2 separate regions of the Rattus norvegicus genome follow, and region 2 is linked to region 1. Evidence: chromatin contacts called from public Hi-C data. All regions are on one chromosome and are shown on one strand. Each heading gives the region's core, a stretch centred on a gene start, on an enhancer-like site or on the middle of the called end of the contact. The rest is flanking DNA. Distances are from core to core; before and after follow the strand shown.

Region 1 (4,527 bases), core at 1,402-3,901:
GTTTATGCTGCTGTGATAAGCATCATGACTCAAAACAACTTGGGAAGGAAAGGGTTTATTGCAGCTCATAACTCAGGTCACATGCTATCATCTCGGCTCATCAGGGCGGGATCTCAAGTCAGGAACCTGGAGGCAGGAGCTGAAGCAGAGGTCGTGGAAGGGTGCTGCTTACAGTCTTGCTCCCCATGGCTTGCTCAACCTGCTTTCTTTCAGAACCAAGGACCACCTCCCAAGTTAGTGGCACACATCTTTAATCCTAGCACTTAGAAGGTGGTCTCTTTGAGGCCAGCTTGGTCTGTAGAGTGAGTTCTAGGACAGTTAGGGTTAGACAGAGAAACCCTGTCTCAAAAGAACAAAACCCAAACCTAAACCAAACAAACAAAAACAAAAACAAACCACCACCACCACTCCCCCAAAAAAGAAAAAAGCAAAACACCAACTGGGGTACCTGAGAAGGACTTTGGGCTTTGGCAGCAGTAAGATCCGAATGTGAGCTCTGTCCTGTGGGAATTCAGAGCCACTACTAGTAGAACAATGGGACCAGACTTGAGTTTCAGGGAGGTTCCTCAGGCAGTGTTGAAGACTGCAGGAGAACGCTGCAGGGACTAGAGATGGAAGGAGTGGCCCAATGGGCAGTTAATGAACAGTGAGGGGAGTTCTCGCTAAGGCTGGATGAGGCAGTGGACGGTGGACAAGGAGGAATCCTCACCACTGCTCCCTGTAAGCAGAGACGAGTTTCTGTAAAGCATGAAGAACAGGGAAGGCGGACAGTTTTCTCCCTGCTCTACTCCTACAACTGTTAATAAGTAATCCAGTGGTCAGGAAGCAAAGAGGCAGGGGAGCGGCCAACACCAAACAGAAACAAAATTACCGATCCATCCTTCCACCCCGTTCTCCAGAGTTCCCTGCCTTGTATTCAGAGAAGCGTGAACCCTGTTGTCAGAACTTTAACATTCCAAGTCAACTACGCCCTCCCTGTTTCCTAAAACCACTCCTTCCCTCACGGTGCATCTCCATGGGCTTCACCCAGCCCCTGCTTTTCACACTTTTAGAGAATCATAAAAACCAGTATTTCAGGGTCCTGGTTTTCCTTATTCTGCTGTGTTTTTCTGTCTTGGTAAAGTAGGGGAAGGGTGGTGTAGCCCGCAGAACAGGTCTACAAGGCCATTGGAAATCAGGATCCTAAGACTCAAACTGAACTGGACAGAGACGTTAAAATCAACTTGGATTCTTTCTGCAGCTCGTAGGAAGGAGTCCCAACCAGTGTGGGCAGCAAAAGCCGCTGTTCAAAGCCTGGATGGCAGCACAGGGAGCAGTGGATCTGCTGGGCGGGTAGGCAGGAGACGATGAGTTTGTATCCCCAGTACCCAAGTAGTGTGTTCCTGAAACCCTAACACAGGGTGGGGTGAAGACACAGAGATTCTTGGGCCTCGATGATCAGGCACCCTAGCTGAACTGGTGAGTTCCAGGTTCAGTAAGAGACCTCGACCCCTAAAACAATGCGGAGAGCTGGAGAAGAAGACGTCCAGTGCTGACCTCTGGCCTCCACAAGTGCTTGTATGCTCTACCCTCGGGCTACGCTGATGTCATTGGACAGACCTGCCTATACTTGGAATCTGGGACCTTATGTGACAGTTCCTGAGTGGAGTATACCATGGGACAGTAAGTGAATGCAGGAGAAGCCAGGTGTGTGCGTGCGTGTGCGTGTGCGTGTGCGTGTGCGTGTGTGTGTGTGTATGCGCGTGCGCGCATGTGCACACGAGCCCATGCCTACTTGTGCTCTCTACAAACAAAGGCCAAATAATTTGGGATTTAGAACTGGTCACTTTCTCTTTGATTTGAAATGGGTATAGGTGCTGTGCTGAAGTTGGGTTGTCTCCAGGTTTTATGAAGGAGTAAGGCCCACGTGGAGAGTTGGAAAGCCCCCTCTGGAAGGTGGTCATTAGAAAGTGGGCTGGTGGATGGATCTCAAAGGGTGAGGGTCAGCTCTGTCTCCAAAGGCCGTGGGCGGTTTTGTCTTCCACACTGAGTGGTTGCAGGATCTCAGATGGGTGTTATAATGGGGCAGGGAGCCTCTTCAGGGGAGCTGTCCTTTGTGTAGATTGTAAAAGAAGGCAAATTTTGGAAAGAAGAAAAGCTGGCAGGGCTCTTAAAAAAAAGTCTGTTCCAACTTGCCTGTCTTGAAAAAAGAAAACCCAACATTCCTTTGAGAAGCAGTTTTTTCAAAGTATTCGCCCTGGAGCTGTCCTTCCTACTCAACCAAGCTTATCTTTCAAAACAAACATTTACTCCTTTCTGCTACTGAGTGTGAGGAAGTTCCCCTGAGCTAGTGCCCTACAAACAGATCCCAGAGGCAACTGTCACCCCCACCCCCAGGGCAGGACGAATGACTAATGCAACCACAGGCCTGGGGAGCCCAGCAGAGAGTCTGTGACAGGCTGCTCAGTTCTTACTGAAGGGAAAACACATGCAGGCAACCATACAAATTAAACCCTGGGTCTCTTTGACCCCGTGGAAAATGTGTGCCCCGTGGAAAGAGATGGGTGACGCTTGGAACGCTTGTGTCATTTCTCCTAAGATGTTCCGGGCTCAAGGCATGGCTGCAAGACAAATAACCATATGAAACAGTCTTTCCAGCTCATCGCACCACCAGCTGTTTTCTCTGCCTCCTGCCCTGCCCCGCTAAGCCCTGCTCCGTGTTGGCTGGGCTGGAAGGCTCCACAGCCTGCGTTCTGTTTCCTTTCCCAGTTCTCTGCTGCATAAATCTTTTGGGATTTTTTTTTTTTTATTCCTAAGCCCTATAGCAGCACACCTCTAAATCCAGCTCTCGGAGGCCACCTGTGTCTCTTTAATCTTATTAGTCTATAGTTAAGTCTAAACCTCACTCTGGCTCACGAGAAACCAGTATCTCCAACAGTAGCTACTTTTCTGTAAACTATTCATTACTTGTGCGTTTAAGTGTGTGCACCAGTGTGTGTGTGTGTGTGTGTGTGTGTGTCTTGTGTGTACCAGTGTGTGAGGGCTCCTGTGAGCATGTGAGACTGGAAGAGGCATCCTGTTCTAGAATGATCACCCCCCCCCCCCCCCGCGCCTTATCTCTTTAAGACAGACTCTCACACTGATCCTCTAGTCTCCAGCTCTTACAGCACTGGACTACAGGCAGACACTCATGGGACCACACCCGGCTTTTGGGTGGGTGGTCGGATCTAAGCTTAGTCAAGCTTCTCCTTTATCCACAGCAGTCCTCTTTGCCCATGGAAGTCATTGCCAGTCTCTGTCCTGAACTGGGACAGTCTGTGGCTAGGGTTACAGGGCTGACCCTCCTGCACCCTGAGAGACGCTTGCTTGGTTCATAGTAGGCATCCAGTACATCCTCATCGATATTTTTCTTACATTTCACAATTGAGTCATAAAAGACAAATTTGATTCCTGACCAGAAGGCTATTCCCTACATTAGTAAGTCCATATGCTTCCACATATGATATAATCCAACTTAAAATCATCTCCATCATACATACATGAACAGAATCCTAAGATCTTGTTTCTGCTGTAGAGAGTTTTTGTCAAAGCATTGGCCACATCAAATGCTTCCAGAGGAGAATAGTTAAGGTTTGTGGAAGTGAGCTTTATGAACACCTCAACTTGGACCCCTCTGGGATACCTGCCTGCGGAGGCCTGGCCTGGAGCTACTGAGACCACTTCCTTTTCCTGGGCTGGGTTATTCATAAAGCACACCATTTGGTCCTTCCGGATTAGGGTCTAGGTATCCTTGAATGACTGAATGACTAGAATTGGAGCATCATCTAGGAACCAAAGAATCTGGAAAATGGCCAGTATCATCTGAGTTTACTTCAGTTCACAGTGCAAAGCCAGGAGCCGAGTTTCTCAGACCCATTTTATCAGGTGAACTAGTGCTTTGGGTTTTGGATAGGTTGCATCTCCAGTCTGTGGTGGTCTCTCCCTAGGATAGGGGTGGAGTAGTCTAGGAATAAGGGGAATCATTGCACTGACATAATATTCCTCTAAGTTTTAGCACTTCAACATACTTGCAGGTTAATAAGGGGCCACGAGGTTGGCATAGTTTGACAGGAATAAAACAGTTTTTACGTTGACTGAGAACACTGGGACTAGATGCGTCCTCCTGGTGCTGGCAAATCATTCCGCTGCACTGTGGCAGTGAAGAAGGCGCTGAGCTGCTACGCATGCGCACTTTATCTGTGAACTCTGCGCACTTTATCTGTGACCTGTGTGCTGTGAGGGAATGTTCTGTGGGAAAAATAACACCCGGGTTGGGAAGATGGCTCAGGCAGTAGAGGGACTTGCTCTGGAAGCATGAGAACTGGCTGAGTTCAATTTTGGCCATTAATGTATAGCCTCGTGTCATTCCTACCTCGGGGAACCAGGCAGATTCTTGTGGATCGCTGGCCTGCCAGGCTAGTTTACTTGATGAACTCCAGGCAAGTGAGAGAGCTTGTCTCAAAAAATAGGTGGTGGAGGTGGCACCTAAAACAACAACAGAAGTTGGCC
Region 2 (4,527 bases), core at 1,122-3,621, 37 kb after region 1:
ATACAACAATGAGAAAGAAAAGTAACACCATGATACAGGTTTAGAATTAGAACTTTGCAGGCCACCAAGATGGTTGCACAGGTGAAGACGCTGGCCACGAAGCCTGATTACCTGAGTTCAGGGGCAGGCGAGATGCTTGGCAGAGCAGTGTTTTGAAGTTTAGGTTCCCTGTGCCCCAGAGTTGGGTATGTTTACATATATGTATCATGAGGTGTCTCGGGAATGGGATCTGAGCCTAAGCAGTTCTGTATTTCTGTTTACCTTCTACATGCAGCCTGGACACATTCTGATACACTGCGTGCATTTTTACAGTCTACCACGAAGACATCTGAGGAATCTGACCCAGTGTGACCTCACGCAGGTGCTCAGGACATTTCTGATTTTGGAGCTTTTAGGACTTTAGCCTCAGATCTGGGATGTGTTATTTGCACTGTCGTCCCTGCTGTGGCCATAAGGAAACCAGTGCTACTGAAGAAGTGAGTGTTCCGAGTGCCTAGTGAGCTTGGAGCCTGACTCCAGAGGAGCTTAAGTCAAAGCTCATAATTTCAAATGCTTCTGCAGCTCCGGGTATAGCTTCAGTGGGAGAAGACAGCTGTCTGTCCATCTCTTTACCCTACATTCATAAAGTACTGCTTAGGGCATACCTGGCCGCCAGTCAGGAAAACCACTCTTCAAACAGAGGTAGATGTGACCAGAAGATTAATGACAAGCGTATATGACAGCAGTCCAGGAAAAGAAAAAAAAAAGCAGACTCCTGGAGAGACACCCCAGAAATTCAGTGTCTGTGTGGACTTCAAAGAGAAGAAGTGAGAAGCCTTTGGCTTGCTTCAAGAACTGAGTGAGACTCGAGGCACAGATTCCAGGCTGAGGGAAAAACTGACTATGTTGCTCGCAGGCTGGGGCATGCCACCTCTACATGAAGTGAGGGTGTGAGGTATGGGCAGCATTAGTGAGCAGTGAGGGCCTGTGCCCTTGTTCACAGTTGCTGCTGATCTCCTAAGCAGTCGCAGCCCTCAGATGTAACAAGTATGGCTGCTGGGTAGGAGGAGCTAAGGGGCTCACTGATAAGCTCTCCTTATTCGGTGGTGATGGTCTGAGATCAATTTAACTGCTCCTTTAAATGACCGCGGGATGGGATAGATAGATGGCTACCATTCCTTGTTGACGTTCATGATGTGATTGTAATGGGCATGATGTTAAATTGTCATGTGCTGTTTGAACTCACCAAGAAGATGAGCCTGGAGGGGGCGTTGCCAGCCCCATTTCATACCTAAACATATGTGCCTCAAAATGCCCACCCTTAACTAAGGTCTGGAGGTTGGCTGTCCTCTGAGTCTGTGATACAGAAGAAAGGAAAGAGACAAACAGCTCAGGAATGAAAACACTGTGTCCTTGAGAACAGCTAGAACAGAGGATACAATTGTTTATCCCCTAATATAAAAAAGTTTGCAGTGGGGAGAAAAAGCAGGAAGTTCATCAGGAGGGAGGAAAAACCAGAAGTTCAGCAGTGGGGAGCTCATCAAGGGGGCGAAAGATCACTGGGAAGGGATGCCAGTTGACCTCTCAACCTTCCCAGTCCAATTTTGCCGGTATTTTGAGCACTCAATTAGCCAATGTTTTACTCACCCACTCAATCTCATTCTCTGCCTCCCACCCTCCCTCTCTCCTTCCTTCCCTACCTTTCTCCTTCCTTCCCTCCCTCCCTCTCTCCCTTCCTCTCTTTCTCCCTCCTTCCCTCTCCCTTCCTCTCTCTCTCTCTCTCTCTCTCTCTCTCTCTCTCTCTCTCTTGATGTGTATACTTAATAAACATACCCACTGAAAACTCAAATTGTAGATCACTCTGGATTGTACAAAACAATGTCTTTGTAAAGGTTTTATAGTGTGGGTTGAATTTATCTTATCACCCCTCAAGACAAGCTGGAAAGGTGATTTGGCTTTAACCTGAGGTGTGCTCCTTAGTAGCTTTCAGGGGAGGGAAGGTCTGATTCTTTTGTTTGGAATTTAAGTCCTAAGAATGTAACCTTAGCTGGCTCAGAACTCATGATCCTCCTGCATTGGACTCCCAGGTGCGGAACTTGCAGATCAGTGCTACCTTGTCCTGCTGAGGATCTGCTGCTAACGGTGGGGATGCTAACCAGAAAGGTCCTGTCTTTATCCTTTACTTTTTCACTCTTCTCTTTGCTTTTCCTCACTGGGATTTCTTCCCTCCAAATGGGCTAAAGGATTACAATTAGAGACAGGAGTAAGGACAAGGCGGGCTCTCTTGCGGCAGGCTGAGCTTCCCCTGTCCCACTGGGGATGTAGGGGCCACAGGGCTCCACTTTGATGTGGGTCAGTGCCCTGCACGGATTGCAGTGAGAGCTGGGGGCAGGGCGTGGTAATGGATTCCAGAGAGGGTTGTGCAAGGCAGGCACACGGCCAACCCAGTGTGGACAAACATTCTCACCCTGTCTCCCGAAGATTCTTGCAGCTTGTGTGGGGCATTCCTAAAAGACGGGTGCATTTGTTTGACTTACATAACGTCTTACATCAGAAGACTAAAGCCGCCCTTCCGGGCTCGTGTCCTGTTGAACCGGGTCCAACCGAAACTTCTTTCCCTTCCATAGGTAGAAACCTGATTACCTGTGTAAGTGCCGCCTGCCGGTCCGCACGGCTGCCCGCCCTCTGCCCTTCTCTCAGGGATCTTGATGACATCGCTCCTTCCTCTTGGAATTTCACCCATTCATCAAGTCCTTAAAAGGACTCCTTCAGAACTCGTCCATGAGAGACTTCTCCCTCATAGGCTTATACTGAGCATGCATTAAGTGTGCTTTGGGGCAGAGGAGATGCCGGGAGATTCTCGAACTGCAAAGGAGCTCGGGGATTATTATGGTATGCACGAAGGAATTGCAGCTTGTAGCAAGAACTCTCCTTCTCTCTGTGCTCGCCCCAGGAATGAGGTGATAAACACAGGCAGTGGTACTTCGTTTGGCTTCTGTTTCCTGCCAAGTCTTTGGTCCTAAGTTCTTTCCTCTGTCCAAACTTAACCACATATCAGAGGATGATCTTGAACATGTGATCTTCCTGCTTCCCTTCTGAGTGCTCGGAATCCAATCAGCACTAAGCTAGGTTTAATGCCTTGATTTTTTAGTTTTTATTTTTATTTTTTAAAGTTTTTAAAGAAGCCCTCAGCAGGAGCTGCTTTAAAGCACTGTAACTAAGTCTACTCTGGGAGGTGAGCATTCCCCTCGGGAGCCTCTCAGTATTTTCTGTGCTTTGGCCCCCACCTGAAGACCAAAGCAGACCTGGGGTCAGAGGTGACTTGGACTGCACAGAAGTCCACCAGGGCATTGCACTGGCTTTGTGAAGGGTCGCTGGTAGATAAGGTCACAGGACTCAGAGAGGAAGGACTTCTATCCAAGTGTCCCTTACACCATGGGACACCAGGGAGAGCGGACTTTGCTTCTAAGGCCTCCTTTCTATATCTCCTACTAAGATGGGCTCCAGGCACAGGGTCTAGGAGACAAGAAGGACAGAGAAAGGGAAGGAGAGAACAAGAGGAGGGAGTGTGACACATTGGTGGTGTGGCTGTCACAGGGCTATCCATATGAGGCAAAGTAAAGCGTCCTGCAGTCACTCCATGCAGCTGAGGCAAGGTGAGGGCATGGGTGGTTCTTAGTAAGCACAGTGGTTCCAACTCCAGAGAAAGCAGACTCAGCCCTGTGTAAGAATGTGCAGTCAATTCCTGACACCCTGACTGGAGAACTCTGGTCATCCAAGTTAGCTTTACCTGTCAACTTGGCATAGTCTGAATTTACCAGAGAAGGAGCCATCCACTGTGGGATCAGATCGGCCTATGGGATGGTCACAGGAAACTGTCCTGTGCTCAGCCCACTGTGGGTGGTACCATCCCTAGACCGGTGGCCCCAGGCTGTGTAAGAAAGCCAGCTGAATTTGAGCCTGAGAACAAGTCATCAAGCAGAGCCTCTCCATGGTTTCCGCTTTAAGTTCTTGTTTGAGTGCCTGGCCTGACCTCCCTCAGTAATGGGCTGTGTCCTGGAAGTGTAAGACAAATAAACCTTTCCTCTTTTGGTCAGTGTTCTATCATAACAGAAAGAAAAGCAGACCATCCTGGAAAGGAAGCTTTCAACACAACTGTGAGGCCCTATTGTCTTCCCCAGTCTCTCTCTCTCTCTCTCTCTCTCTCTCTCTCTCTCTCTCTCTCTCTCTCTCAATTTCTATCTCAGTCAATCAATCACTCACTCCCCCTCCTCCGTCCTCCCATTATCTGTGAGTACATTTAGAAAGCTTGTCAGAGTCTGAAGCTAACACGGAGCGGGAAAAACCAGACGTGGAAAATCTGAGTAAAAATCCTCAGGAAAATACAATAAAATGTTCCTAAAAAATTAAAATTAATCACTTGAGTATGTGTGGCTTGCATTTTTAAGTTAAAAATGAAATTTCAAGGTGTGGCCCCTTATCCCCTTATAACATTCATGGGGCTGGCTATAAAGTGTTGCCATTATTTTTTGAAACTTTCTATTTCAA

The links. Hi-C and Micro-C count contacts between places; a contact is called where the count stands out from the background.
Region 2: a contact with region 1 is called in a Hi-C map of liver, with 2.1 times the contacts expected there. The contact joins two enhancer-like sites. A contact is called at or near these places in 3 of 12 Hi-C or Micro-C datasets (liver and mammary epithelial cells).

Annotation. Positions count from the first base shown.
Region 1 is chr2:122,498,105-122,502,631 of GRCr8, forward strand. No RefSeq gene overlaps it. Among named protein-coding and RNA genes, the nearest start is that of Spry1, 15 kb to the left of the region's middle. Within about 2 kb of position 2,652, at least 14 of the 93 cell types and tissues checked have an H3K27ac peak or open chromatin away from gene starts, as enhancers often do. A contact at or near this core is called in liver, where this site is marked.
Region 2 is chr2:122,535,105-122,539,631 of GRCr8, forward strand. No RefSeq gene overlaps it. Among named protein-coding and RNA genes, the nearest start is that of Spry1, 52 kb to the left of the region's middle. Within about 2 kb of position 2,372, at least 10 of the 93 cell types and tissues checked have an H3K27ac peak or open chromatin away from gene starts, as enhancers often do. A contact at or near this core is called in liver, where this site is marked.